2 separate regions of the Sus scrofa genome follow, and region 2 is linked to region 1. A link is a contact called in public Hi-C data. All regions are on one chromosome and are shown on one strand. The core of a region is the stretch at or near the end of the contact, and the rest is flanking DNA. Distances in the headings are between cores, read along the strand shown.

The links. A called contact is a pair of places that touch in the nucleus more often than the background predicts.
Region 2: a Hi-C map of liver shows a contact between it and region 1, with 1.6 times the contacts expected there. The contact joins the promoter of NFATC2 here to the enhancer-like site in region 1. A contact is called at or near these places in 3 of 47 Hi-C or Micro-C datasets (blood, embryonic fibroblasts and liver) and 1 of 2 datasets of contacts at active chromatin or transcription factors (skeletal muscle).

The regions. Positions count from the first base shown.
Region 1 is chr17:52,755,779-52,762,007 of Sscrofa11.1, reverse strand. The region is part of intron 9 of NFATC2 (nuclear factor of activated T-cells 2); the gene reads left to right. Among named protein-coding and RNA genes, the nearest start is that of NFATC2, 130 kb to the left of the region's middle. Within about 2 kb of position 3,702, at least 13 of the 83 cell types and tissues checked have an H3K27ac peak or open chromatin away from gene starts, as enhancers often do. A contact at or near this core is called in liver, where this site is marked.
Region 2 is chr17:52,886,292-52,892,520 of Sscrofa11.1, reverse strand. NFATC2 (nuclear factor of activated T-cells 2) reads left to right here and starts at 2,285. Exons shown (of 11, transcript NM_001113452.1): 1 at 2,285-2,645. The coding sequence starts at 2,516.

The DNA.
Region 1 (6,229 bases), core at 2,453-4,952:
TATGAGGAGGTTTCACGTACAGTTAATAGAACAGCTGGCCAGCAACTTCCTTCCTGGAGTTTCAGACCAGTTCCCTGGAGACCGTTGAAAACCAGACCTAACTGGGCAAATTCTGATTATATCCCAGTCGGTTAGGAGTTTGTGTTTCGTTCATTCATTCAACCATTTTGCCATGAAATTTTTATTGAGCACCTACTATGTGCTGGGCTCTGTCGCTGGTGCTGGGGCTATGGCAGCAAAGGCGAGATGAGGTCCCAGTGAGGCATTGACGTTGTCTTGTCTTGGGCTTCAAGATTCGGGGTCCTTAAAGCCTGAGCCATGCTAACCCTCCCCCCGAACCAGGATCCATCACCATGGTAATCACGTGCCACAGAAGGGCTGTGCCAATGCCTGCACCTGTGGGGTTCGCCCTGATCCAGCTAATGCGAAGCTTCCGTGAACACTGGCACGTGCTTACAGAACTGTCAGCGGCTGTAAATGAGATGATACCTGTGAGAGAGAGGGCCCTGCGTACAAGCATAGAAGGCGCCCACTGTGCACATGCGGTCCTTTAGAAACTGTGGAGGAGATGGACTTAACCTCCTGCCCTTGTCTTTCCAAGCAGCCAAGCTCCCAGGCTTGGGGAGCAGCTCAGGCACCACCCTCTTGGCCTCGATGCGGTGGCGCTGCATGTGGATTTGGAGTGCTGCATCCAAGTCTGACTCGGGTGAAGGGTAGGCCTGGGGGAGGTTGCTGGGACTGAGGCCCTGGGAAATGGAGATGAGAGACGTGGACTCGACCAGAGCAGGACGAGTGTGCCTCCCCGGAGGCTGGCTCAGGCAGGGGGCCTCCTCCACCCCCCAGGGCTTGGCACCTTCCTGGCGGCACCCGATCTGCCCTCCTCCCAGTTAGCACCTCAGCTTCTTACTCGAAACAGGAGCCTCAGAACTGCCATGTTTACTCATCCCGAGAGCTGAGGACAGGTTGGGACGAGGTGCGGCATTTTTCTCGTAAGCCCCAGGGTCTTGCTGGGAAGATGTGGGGGCTGCTGGGGACCAAGCAGGCCTGCTGCCAGGGCTGGCTTCCGGGGACCTCTGGTTTGCAGAATACTGGTGACTCAGAGGCTGTTCTGTGTGTCGCTGGCCCAGGCAGGCAGTGCACGGGGTAGGGTGGCCTGGGAGGGCCCCCCCACCCTCGGCAGGATGTGACAACGCATCTCTGGCAGCTGAGCTGACCTCAGACCTACCCGTTCTGAAAATTCAGCAATGGCTTCCATGGTGAAAGTGCTTTGGTGAAAGAAGGTGGTCTGGCCACCAGGCAATCCAGTCTGTCAACCACGTGTTCTCTGTGGGGTGGACGGATGTGTACTGATGATGTTAATATTAATAGCTATTAACACTTTTTTTTTTAAACTTGGCATCGTGTCAACTGTACGCAGTGCCCAGCATCTCTGGGATGCACGTTGTTATTCCCATTTTACAGATGAGGAAACTGAGGCCCAAGACGTTAAACAATTGGCTCACATGCCAGATGCTGTTCACAGCATCATGGGTCAACTCATTGATTCCCTCTAAAATTGTTAAAATTCCCTCTAAAATTAAGAACCATTATTGCCCACTTTCTGCAGGCAGGTGGAGATGGGGCCAGGGGATCAAGTCCACGGCAGGCTGGATTTGACCCCAGCCTGTCCCAGGTGTGAGCTCCTCTCGGCTGCGCTTCAGCCCCTCATCTGCGTCATCTCTGGCCACCACCCGCAGAGCCGTGCAGCCTTATCAGGCTCAGAAGGGCTGCCTTTGTGAGATCAGCAGAGGGCAGGCACAGGAGAAGGGGCTGGTGGCCAGGGGAACCCGGGCAGCCCTTGAGGCTGGATGTAGGCAGAGGAGTAGGATTCTAGGATTCAGACACATAACGGGAAGAGGCAGCATTCCCGGCACAGGGCCAGGTGGCCAGAAGGCCTGGGGGTGGGGCCGCACCCGCACCTGCTCCCAGTTCCAACCCTGCCCCTGAGTGTGACCTTGGGCAAGCTCTTAAGCTCAGCGGCTTCGCTGGCAGCCTGCCCTCTGAGCCACGGGGATCTTAGAAATGCTCTCGGGCAGAATGGGGCTTGCAGGAGTGTCGTAGCTCAGGCCACCATGACCGCGTCCACAGACTGAGTGGTGTCAACAGCAGAAATGAGTCTTCTCGCAGCTCTGGAGGCTGGGCATCTGCGATCAGGCTGCTGGCGTGACGGGGTTCTGGTGACTGGATGCCTTCCGGCTGAGCCCAGGGCCCAAGCACACAAGCTCTCTGGTGTCTCCACTGACGCCACCAGGAGGGCCCACCCTCACGGTCTCATCCAACCCTCATCGCCTCTCAGAGGCCCACCTCCAGACACTGTCACTGGGAGGGCCAGGGCCTCAGCACGGCAAGCTGGGCGCACAGTTCAGTCCATAGCAAGGACTGTATCGCCGAAAGGTTTCATCGGGGGTGAGGCAGGAGTTGGGGCTCTGTCTGCGTGACCTGGGAGGGTTAAGGTACCTGCGGGAGAGCTGGCGTAGTGTCACAGACACACACAGTCTGTGCTGGTCACTCCAGGCAGCTTTTGCGTTGAGAGCCATCAGTGCCAGGCCTGGGCCTCTGACTCTCTTTGAGAGAGATGTAGGAGCAGGTCTGGTTCCTGCTTGAACCTGGTGAAGTTTCTTTCCAGGCAGCTAGTGACTTCTTGGGCCTGGGCGGGGTCGGCTGGGGAGCCCAGGGGTCCCAGGTTTATCTGCTGTCCCTCGGGTGCTTGGCCTGGCACCCTCCTCCCCCTCCTCAGGCTGGTGGTGGGAGTTGGTGCCAGTCGGTGGGCCCGAGGGTGAGGGCTTGCCAGGTGCTTGCTGGGGACAGTCTGCAGGTCCATCAATTCTCACACCAAACTGGGCTGAGGGACCTGAGAGGGAAGCAGATGTGACTCAAATCATCTGGGGGAAGGTTTCAGGACAAAATGCCTCAGGCTGATGTGACCACGAAGAGGGGACTGCCTCCTCTCGGGATGCGGGCTTCTGTGGGGCTTTGGAACAGGTGGGTGTCTGGAGGGGTAACCTTCTTGGCTGGGGTTGGGGGGCCCTGTGCTGTGAGCAGGTTGTGACACGTACGGAAGGACATCGAATGATCTGGAAGGTGAATTTATGGCAGGGGGAGGCGGAGACGAGGCTGGAGGAGTCGGTACATAGCCAGCAAGTCCTTTCTAAGCAGCAGGGGTGGTGCTGGTTTTCAAAGGAGAGGTCTCCAGAGGCAGGCCTGGGGCTTGGGGCCCCTTCTGAGAGGCCACGAGGAACTTCTCTGGCACTGTGTGACAAGAGAGGTGACCTCCTGCTCTGGGCTTCCAGCCCCTCATCCGGCTGGAGCGCTCGACCCGCCTGCTTCACTGCCCCCTCTCCTGCATCAGCAAGGCCAAGGACACGCACATGTCTTATCATAAATGCTTGCTGAATTCCCTCCAACCCCCAGAGAGGACGACGGCTTCCCACATGTTTCGGGATCAATCTTAGCATCTCATTTGCGATTGCAGGCTGAGCTGTGGGTTTGGAGCACTGTTTCTTTTCTTGTGCTTCTGTTTTTTACCATTATTCTTTTTGTTTTTAAAAAAGGCAACAACGGCTCCTTTTGCAGGGCTGGCTTGGTGGCTGCTGCCTCTCAGCAGAGGTTTGGGGCCGGGGCAGTGATAAAACGGCAGGAGGACGCGGAAGCCAGTGTGGTTTGTTTAGAATGCTTTCCTGCCTGTGGTCGCTGCCTTAGAAGCCGTGTGGTTGCTCGAGAGGAGAGGTGCCTCTTTGCTGCATGTCATCGGAAGAAATTCTGCTGAATTGGAGGAAAGGGCCGGCAGATGAGCTCAGCTCAGATCTGCATTCATGCAGTTGCTTAGTCTTCCCAGGCAGGGCAGCTGAGCCTAGAGAAGGTCTGAGTTGTTTGTAAGTTGATGGGTCATCACGGAAAAAGTGGAGAATGGAGAAGATGCATGTTCCACACTGGTCGGGACACTGGTATTTTCATTATAGAACCATTAAACTCAGTGGACCTTGGACCCGTTCTAATTCCTATGACACAGGTGTACACAGGCCTTCTGCTCTAACGCCATCCCGCTTAAAGACATGTGCCTATGCTCTCAGGTGGCTGGAAGCTAGTTGTGTGCTTGGTCAAGGTGACAGATTGTGTATTTCTGTATCTGAGCTGTTGAGACCTTGTGCTTTCATGTTTATCTGTGTTGATTCATTGGTGAACCGTTTCCAATCCGTACCCTAACTTACCCTCTAATCCGTGAGACTAGGGAAATAGAATTGTGCTCTGCCTGGCCTGGCCTGTCTCCTTCCCTGCCTTTTCACTCGCATTCTTCTGTTCTCCTTCTTTACCGGTCCATAAACACCTGCCCAGGACTAATAAGCCAGCACCGTCATCTCATCAAGTCCTTGCAGCCATCTCTCCAGGGAGGTTCACTGATCCCATTTGGCGGGGAAACTGAGGCTCAGGGAGAGGTCGTGAGACTTACAGGGGTGGATTGACACACTGCTTTTGTGTCAAGCCCTTCGGATGCAAAACGGCATTTACCCCCAGGCTTGATGACCTTCCAAATGCAGGTAGAAGCCCTGACCCGGGCCTGGCACCCGTAGAGCCAGGGTCATTCCTGGGCAGGTCACTCCATCTTTCTGTGCCTCAGACACTTGACCTGAGAAGTGAGCCTCCCCCCAACCCCCCGCCTCCCCAGAGAGAGCTGGGAGGATTAAAGACGGCACGTGATCAGCCCCCTCCCAAGCGGGGTGGTTGCAGGGAGGTGAGTGGTGGAGATCAGGGCCTTAGTTGAATGAAAACAGACCCTTGCTTCGGCTCTTGGTGCCAGCCTTCCCCCAGGAAGCAGAGAATTCAAGAATGAAACTTCATGACTAAACATGAAGCTGCACCTCAAAAGGCTGCAGACCAACTGATCAGGATGATGCTTTAGAAACGCTCAGAACACTTGATGGGGGGTGGGGTGGGGTGGAGACAGAGCGGGCCTGGGCTTCCTGGGGACCGGCAGATGGCAGCCTGGTCCCCAGGGTTCCACTTTGATTGAAACTGCTGCTCCAAGGGTGTGACCTAGGACACCTGCAGGGCACCTGCTAACTGAAGGGTCCGCATGGGTCAAGTGCAAACGTCTTGGCCATTTTAGCACCTTGGAGCTGGTTTTTTTTCTCCCCTCAAGTGAGCCATGTGCTCTACTTTAAATTCCAACTGTACCGCCTGCTGTTGGGTGGCAACCAGAGAGCCCAGCACAGAGGCAAGGAGACAGGTGAGGGAGCCAGACAGGAGGTGGTAGAGGCTCTTGGTTTCCGGCTCTATTTTGAGGGTAAATCCAGAAGCATTTGCATCTGGAGGGGATGTGGGCTGTGACCGAGATTGACCTGAACAACCGGAAGCAGGGGGCGGTAAGAGTGACAGTCAGCAGCGTGGTTCTGACCCTGTTGAGTTTGAGATGCCCAGGGGGCAGTTAGAGATCCAAGGTTGAAATTCAGGAGTGAGGGCTGGGCTGGAAACATTAATTTGGCCCTTGATGGGACAGAGGTGTTATTTTAAGGCTCTGAGTGGTCAGACAAGGCCTCTGCTCTCAGAATGGGAACTGGCCGGCATGTAGGACAGACAGGCAAGCACGGCGCAGGAGCTGCCATCCCGCCCAAGCACCTGGGACTGGCCAGGGGCCTTTTTGCTTCAGGAGATGGCCCGAAATGCCTGGTCCAAACTGCGTTCCCACCCACTAAGGAGGAGCAGCAGGAAGCTGGTTATTTTGTCCTAATGATGCAGATAAAGCTGTGTCTCGTAAAACGCTGGACCACTCCCTGCAAGAAATTAATCCCAGAAAGTCTTTCTAAAGCAAGTATTCAAAACAGACTCTGGCCTTCTAATTTGGCCATTTAAAAGGAATGGGGGAGTTCCCGTCATGGTGCTGTGGAAATGAATCCAATTAGGAACTATGAGGTTGTGGGTTTGATCCCTGGCCTCGCTCAGTGGGTTAAGGATCTGGCATTGCCATGAGCTGTAGTGCAGGTTGCAGATGCGGCTCGGATCGGGCGTTGCTGTGGCTGTGGTTGGCAGCTACCGCTCCGATGGGACCCCTAGCCTGGGAGCCTCCATCTGCCGTGGGTATGGCCCTAAAAAGCAAAAAAACAAAACAAAAAACAAAACCAAAAAAAAAAAAAAAATGAAAGGAATGGGAAAAGCCAGTGTTTTAAAAGCTGTAGAGCAGGGTTATTTAAAAGGG
Region 2 (6,229 bases), core at 1,036-3,535, 130 kb before region 1:
GATCCCAGGTGGGCCCAATCAACAGACGTTCATTCGAGGAGAGGCACTGATCATTGTGGGTGGGGGGATGAGAAGAGACACATGTGGGGGACGCCAGCCTTTCTCCTCTTCTATAGCTCAAGGGCAGGCTGGTTCTTTTGTTTATCCCTGACCAAATTTGAGGGTTTGGAGTTTGAGTCCTGTCATAGGCGCTCAAGAACACCCATCTCTTTCTGGATACCTATCTGAGCTGTCTCCCCTCCTCCACCTAAATTTATCAGCCTCCCCTAAGATGCTTGTTGGATCCACCCAGTATAGGTATGTTGATGCTTAGGAAACCAAAAAGAGGGTTTGCTTACGCTCTGCCAACTAGAAAGTGCTTCCCAAGACGCTGAAAGTTCATGAGTCTTGAGCCAGACCTAGGCTCCTGGAACGGAATTTGTGTCTAAACCCCTGATTCTCACCCTGGGCTACACACTGGAAGCACTGGGCAGGTGGGGATGGTGCTCTTACAAAATAGTGCTGCTCAGGCCTCAACCATTATAACTAGTTTCTCCCAGGGCCCAGCCACTTTTTTTTTTTTTTTCTCTTAAACAGCTCTCCAGGGGAGTCTAGGTGTAGCTTGGGTTAAGACCCACTGGTCTAAGTGCAATTTGGAAAACCCTGTTTATTGCTGTGCCTCTTTGCTAACAGGATACAAGTAGGATGAGGGTAGTGACCATGTTTTGCCAATGGCTACACCCCCAAGGTTGGTAGCAGTGCCAGGTGCCTCGTAGGTGCCCAGCCAAGATTTGTGGGACGAATGATGATTGATAGCTTCGCACAAATCCCTTAATGGACCAGAGATGCCTCTCCCTGAAGAGTGCATGTCCTCCATGCTGCTGGCACTTGGGGAAGGAGTCCAGTCCCCATGTGAGGTCAAGCTGTGCTTCTCAGGGAATCTCTGAACCTCACCCACCTACGTTTCTGAGCCTGTGATTTTCAACACTCGTGGCCTTTTAGATTCATCCGAGGTCATTAAAAAAAAAAATACACTTTAGGATGTCCTTGTTCAGAGGGTTTGGATTGAAGCCTGGGCACAGATGTTCAAAAAAGTGTCCCAGGTGAACGTAATGTGCTGTAAGCATTGAAGGCCCCTGTTCTCGTCTCCCTTCTACCTCTGTGAGTCTGCTTCCTGACTTTGGCTAACTTGATCTGAGACCCCCTGGAAGTGTTTCATGGGAGCAGTAGTGGGTTCTTAGGTAGCCTTCCCCAAGGGTACCTGTTCATAATGTTCCCCTTGGGTGCTTGCTTAAAAATACGCATTTCTGAGCCTCTACTCCGGGCTTATGGACTCAGGCGCTCCAGTGAGGGTTCTGGGAATCTGCCCTTTTAACAAGCATCCGGGGATGCTTGCCACCTGCCGCCTCTCCATCGGCACTGCCCCCCTTGCTCCAGCTCCCACACATGAACTCCTGGCTTTTGCTTTCTTTGGGTTTCCGCTGCCCAAATATTCTTCCCCCAGATCTTCCCATCCGTCAGTCAGGGTTGTCCAAATGCCCCCTTCCCAGAGAGGCCCTACCTGACCACGGAAGGGACCAGAGCCTCCCCAGGCCCCAGCCTTTACCCTGTATCTCTGGTGGGTTTTCTCCTGACACTCTGCAGGGATGGTCTTGATTCCTTCTTCCCCGACCAGAACCTGAGCTTCCCAGGGCAAGTGTCTAGTCCCGTGCTAGGTCCCCGGCACCTGGCACAGGATAGTGACCAGGAAGTATAGATGTAAAGGTGGGAGGGACTCGCGCTTTTCAGCGTCTCTGTGGGTCTTTGCCAGGCCTTGGGGAATTGAGCGCAGGGCACACAGGTGACTGATGCAGGTGAAAATCATGCCAGAGCTGTGGGCGCGCAGAGGCACCTGGAGACACGGGTCCGCGATAGAAGGGAGTGGGTGCAGCCCCTCCCCCTCAGGGAAAAGAGGAAAAAGCTTGAGCTCAGCCAGTCACGGAGGGCAACACAAGTGGCGGCGGCTTTGTCCTCTAGAGCCTGGGTCCCGCAAGGGCGCAGCGCTCAACGCGAGGACAGTGGGAGCGGCGGCCTCGCCCGAGCGCCTGGCGGCGGCTGGCTGCGCGCGGTGCCCGGGCGGTGCGGCCAGGCCCAGGGGGCGGCCTCCTTCCTCCCGGGCGCCAGGCCGCCGGGGCCGCGCGCCTCTCCTCCCCTCCCTCCCTTCCTCCCTCCCTCCCTCCGCTGGTCCCCGGGTGGCGGCCCCGCCCCCGCCGGCCCGGCCGCGCTGTCCCCGCCCCCCCTCCCGGGCTGCAACAGGTGCCTCCGGAGCAGGAAGCTCGCGCCGCCGCTCTGCTCCCCGGGGCGCGTCCAGGACCCGCCGCGCCAGGCGCGCCATCCCCGGACCCGGCGTGCGTCCCCACGAGGACAGTGACCCCGCCGCTCGAGCCGCCCCTCCGCCCCGCTTCCTGCCACCGTCGCCACCCTCGGCGAGGGGCCCAGGAGAGAGCCGAGTCTGCCCTCGCCCCCGGCCCGCCGCCCTCTCGCCGCTTTGCACGCCATGGACGCCCCGGAGCCGCAGCCGGACCCCGACGGCGGGGACGCCCCGGGCCACGAGCCTGGAGGCGGTTCCCAAGACGAGTTCGACTTCTCCATCCTCTTCGATTATGACTATTTGAATCCTATCGAAGGTCGGTGGAGGCTCCCCCCGGCCTGGCCCTCGAGCCTGGGCTGGGGCTTGGGCCTGAGCAGTGGGCAGAGGGCCCTCTTTTGCTCCAGATGCCACACTTCCTGGGGGACCTGAAGAGGGGCTGCCTCTTCAGCCAGGTGGAGGGAAGGCGCGAGGCGGCAGCGACTGCAGCCACCTTTAGGGGGCGCTAGGCTCATTCCGCCCGTAGGGCGTCAGTTTCCAGTTACTTCTGCCTCAGGGTCGGTGGTAGCAAAGCAGAGGGTGGCCGGGGGTCTCTGCTGGCCTCTTGCGTGCTGCTGGGTCCTCTGAGGGCAGCGAAAGCTGTGAGTTTGCCTTTGGAGGGAGGCGGTGAGGAAGCTAAAGAATGGCGTTCGTGGGGAGGGGCCGGTGCAAAAAGAGGGCGTGTGAAGCGGCCCTCCTACCTTCGGGCACCACCGCGTGTGAGGTGTGAGCCGCGCGTGGTGGAGGACTGTGTGTTGACACTAGGAAGAGGCTGGCTGTGTCTGATGCGGGAGAGGGGTTCGACTTCAGGTCAGGCGGCTGGCCCATTTCCTCCCCGGGTTCTGCTGCCTTTGCAAATCCCCCCGACCGGCTCAGTCTGAGCTTTGTTGAGTGATCCCTTTACCCGCACGAGTCACGATGGCTGTGGGGGCTGGGGGGAGCCGGCCTGTGATGCGGGCAGCTGCAGGCTGTTCCTGTCTAAGCAGGCTGCCAGTCTGTGCCCCCTGGTGCCCTCTGCGCGGGGATTTCCCCAGGCCGGGCCTGCATTTCACGTGTTTCGCAGGAGCCTTGGTCAAAACGAGGAGGTCGCACACCAACCTCACTGTATTTTTCTGGGTAGCAGGTTGTCTTGGAACAAAACAAGAAAAAAAAAAAAAAAAACCCCAACCAGGCTTCCTGATTGTGACAGCCTAGCCCAGCCATTGCTTACTGGAGCCTCAGGGGCAGGCCTGTTGGTACCTTCCAGAGGCACTTGGGCTTGGCTGCGGCCACAGAGTAGGAAGGGATTGTGCTGGCTGGTGTGTGTAGGCGGCCGTTTCTGGAATCTCCCAGGCTTACTGTTTCCCAGAGATGCTGTGTTAGGCGGGTGACGGAGAAGTTTTAACTTCGCTTCCACCACGGCTTCCCTGGCGATCTTCGAGGGAGGGGTTGGCTCTGACTTTGGAGGATGCCCTTCACTCAGATACCAAGTGAAGCTGGTAATTAGTCCTTATTCTGTATTTTGGCTGGAGATGGAAATAATTAGCCAGCCAAAGAGACCAGCCTTCTCGAGTTGCAATCTGGAGGCCATCCTTTCCTTTGAAAAGATACAATTAAGAATCTGCAAACGATCCTTTTAGCATCAGTGGTCTTTCTGTTCCTTAAGATTAAAGCCGTATTTTGCAGGGAACTAATACTTACACCCCTCCCAGATTCACAATCAACGCACTTTTTTTTTTTTTTTTTTCTTCCCTGCAGCAGGGGAGATTTCCGGGGAAATAGTTTCCAAGCCAAATCTGATGGGAGGTGCTTTTTATAGTTTTTCTTGGCAAGTGGTGCTCGGTGGCTGCCAGATGGGTGTCTAAGTGACCACAGGGAAGGCCCCTGAGTCTATTTCTTATTGATAAACTTTATTTTTTGGAACAGTTTTTGATTTACAAAAGAGTTGTAAAGATAGTACGAGAGGTGTCTTAGGATTAACATCTTACATTGGTATATGGGATGTACTTGTTATAATTTATGAGCCAGTATCATGCAGTGCGATGAACCCAAGTCCATAATTTATTTGGATTCAGACTGTCCTTGTTTTTTTATGAGCTTGGCAGTTTGAGGAGCACTGGTTCGGGACATTGTAGCCTATCCCTCCAGTAGGGTCTTAACGTTTTTCTCATGGGTAGACAGGGCTGAGGGTTTGGAGGAGGGAGACTGCAGAGGTACAGGGACCATTTCCATCATGTCACATCCTTGTCGCTACCGTCAGCATGACTTACCACTGTGGAGGTTGGTCTTGATCAAGTGGCCGAGGTAGCGTTTGACAGGTTCCTCCACCGTCAAGTTACTCCTTTGCAAACTGTGCTCTTTGGAAAGAAGTCATTATGTGCAGCCCCGCTTTGGGAGTGAGGAGTTATGCTTTGGAATCTATAAAATAACGACTCCTTGCTGGGAAGTCAGCAGCCCAGAAACATCACGGCTCAGGGAGAGAGGATGTCATGAGCCTTGAGAGGCTACAGCGAGCTCTTCCAGATGTCCAGGGTCGGATTCTGGCTCACCCAGATGTTAATAGCAGTCACCTCTCTCTCTGCTTCCGCAGGAGGGAACTCCCCAAGGGCCAACGCTAGCTTCTCTCGTGCTCTCGGGCCTTGTCCCAGGTGATGGGACGTGGGTGATGCAGGCGAGGTGTTACCCTTCACTCCAGGCATGGACTTGGCAAAAAACCAAGACGGGAAGAGGACTGCTCATGGGCCAGACCTTGTCCGAAATTGGTGATGGCTCTTCGGTGTTTTGGGGAGGTCAGATGCTCGTTTTGTGGAACTTGAACATGCGGCAGACATTTACTAGCTCATGCGTTACCCTCCAGCCTTAGCAGGTAGGCACCGTTGTTACTCCCGTTTTACAGAGGAGGATGCTAAGGCCCAAAGAGGAAAAGGAATTTTCCTAAGGAAGCGGAGCTGGTAAATGGCAGAGCCGAAATAGGAACCTGGCAGTCCTGCTCCGGAGGCTGCTTTCCGATCTACTGGGTGAGGGTTCCTCATTCCCTCATTTGATGAGGAACATATGTAAAGCAGGTGGTAAGGGAACCATGCAAGGCTGGAATTTAAAGCATTTACCACCAGAGTGGTCTTGGGCCCGTCACTTAACCTCTCTGGATCTCAGTAGAGCTGTCACATGGCTGAAAAGAGACTACTCACCTCGGTAGGGTTCTTTGCCTTGAATGGGTTAGCACATTTAGATCTATTAACATAGCGTGATTTGTTACTAGCATTTATTAAATCCTCGATTTTGTTAATAGAGGTGTCACTTAATGTGAGTCATTATTCATGTCCTCATCCAACTGATTATAGAGCACCTACGGTGCTGGATCCTAGGGATATAATAGGAAATAAGACCTAGTCCCTGCCGGCATGGAGTTAGAGCCTCTAATTGAGACTCTAATGGTTTTCTCCTGTTTAATTGCATTGACCAGTACCTCCAGTAGCATCCACCTCGTAGTGGAAAGTAGGCATCCTTGCTTTGTTCCTGACCCCAGCAGGAGTACCTTCCAGCGTTGGCTTGAGGATGAGGGCACATGGATTTAATTTTGTGGCGGACGTATTCCTCTGTTTCTGTTTTGTGGAGAGTTTTGATTAGGAATGAGAGTCATACTCATAGATAGTCATGTTATGTCAGAGATAATAACAAGTGCCTACAGAAGAATAGGGTTTTATTCTTCTAAAATTTATTAATATGTTCACTTATAGTAATAAATTTCCTAATATTGAAACATTCCTGTCATTAACCCCCCTTGTCACTGCACATTTTCTTATGGTGGTGGGGCTGGCATCTACTCGATGTGTTTTGTTAAAGATTTCTTTCAGCAGTGTTTGCAAGTGAGGTATGTCTACAGTG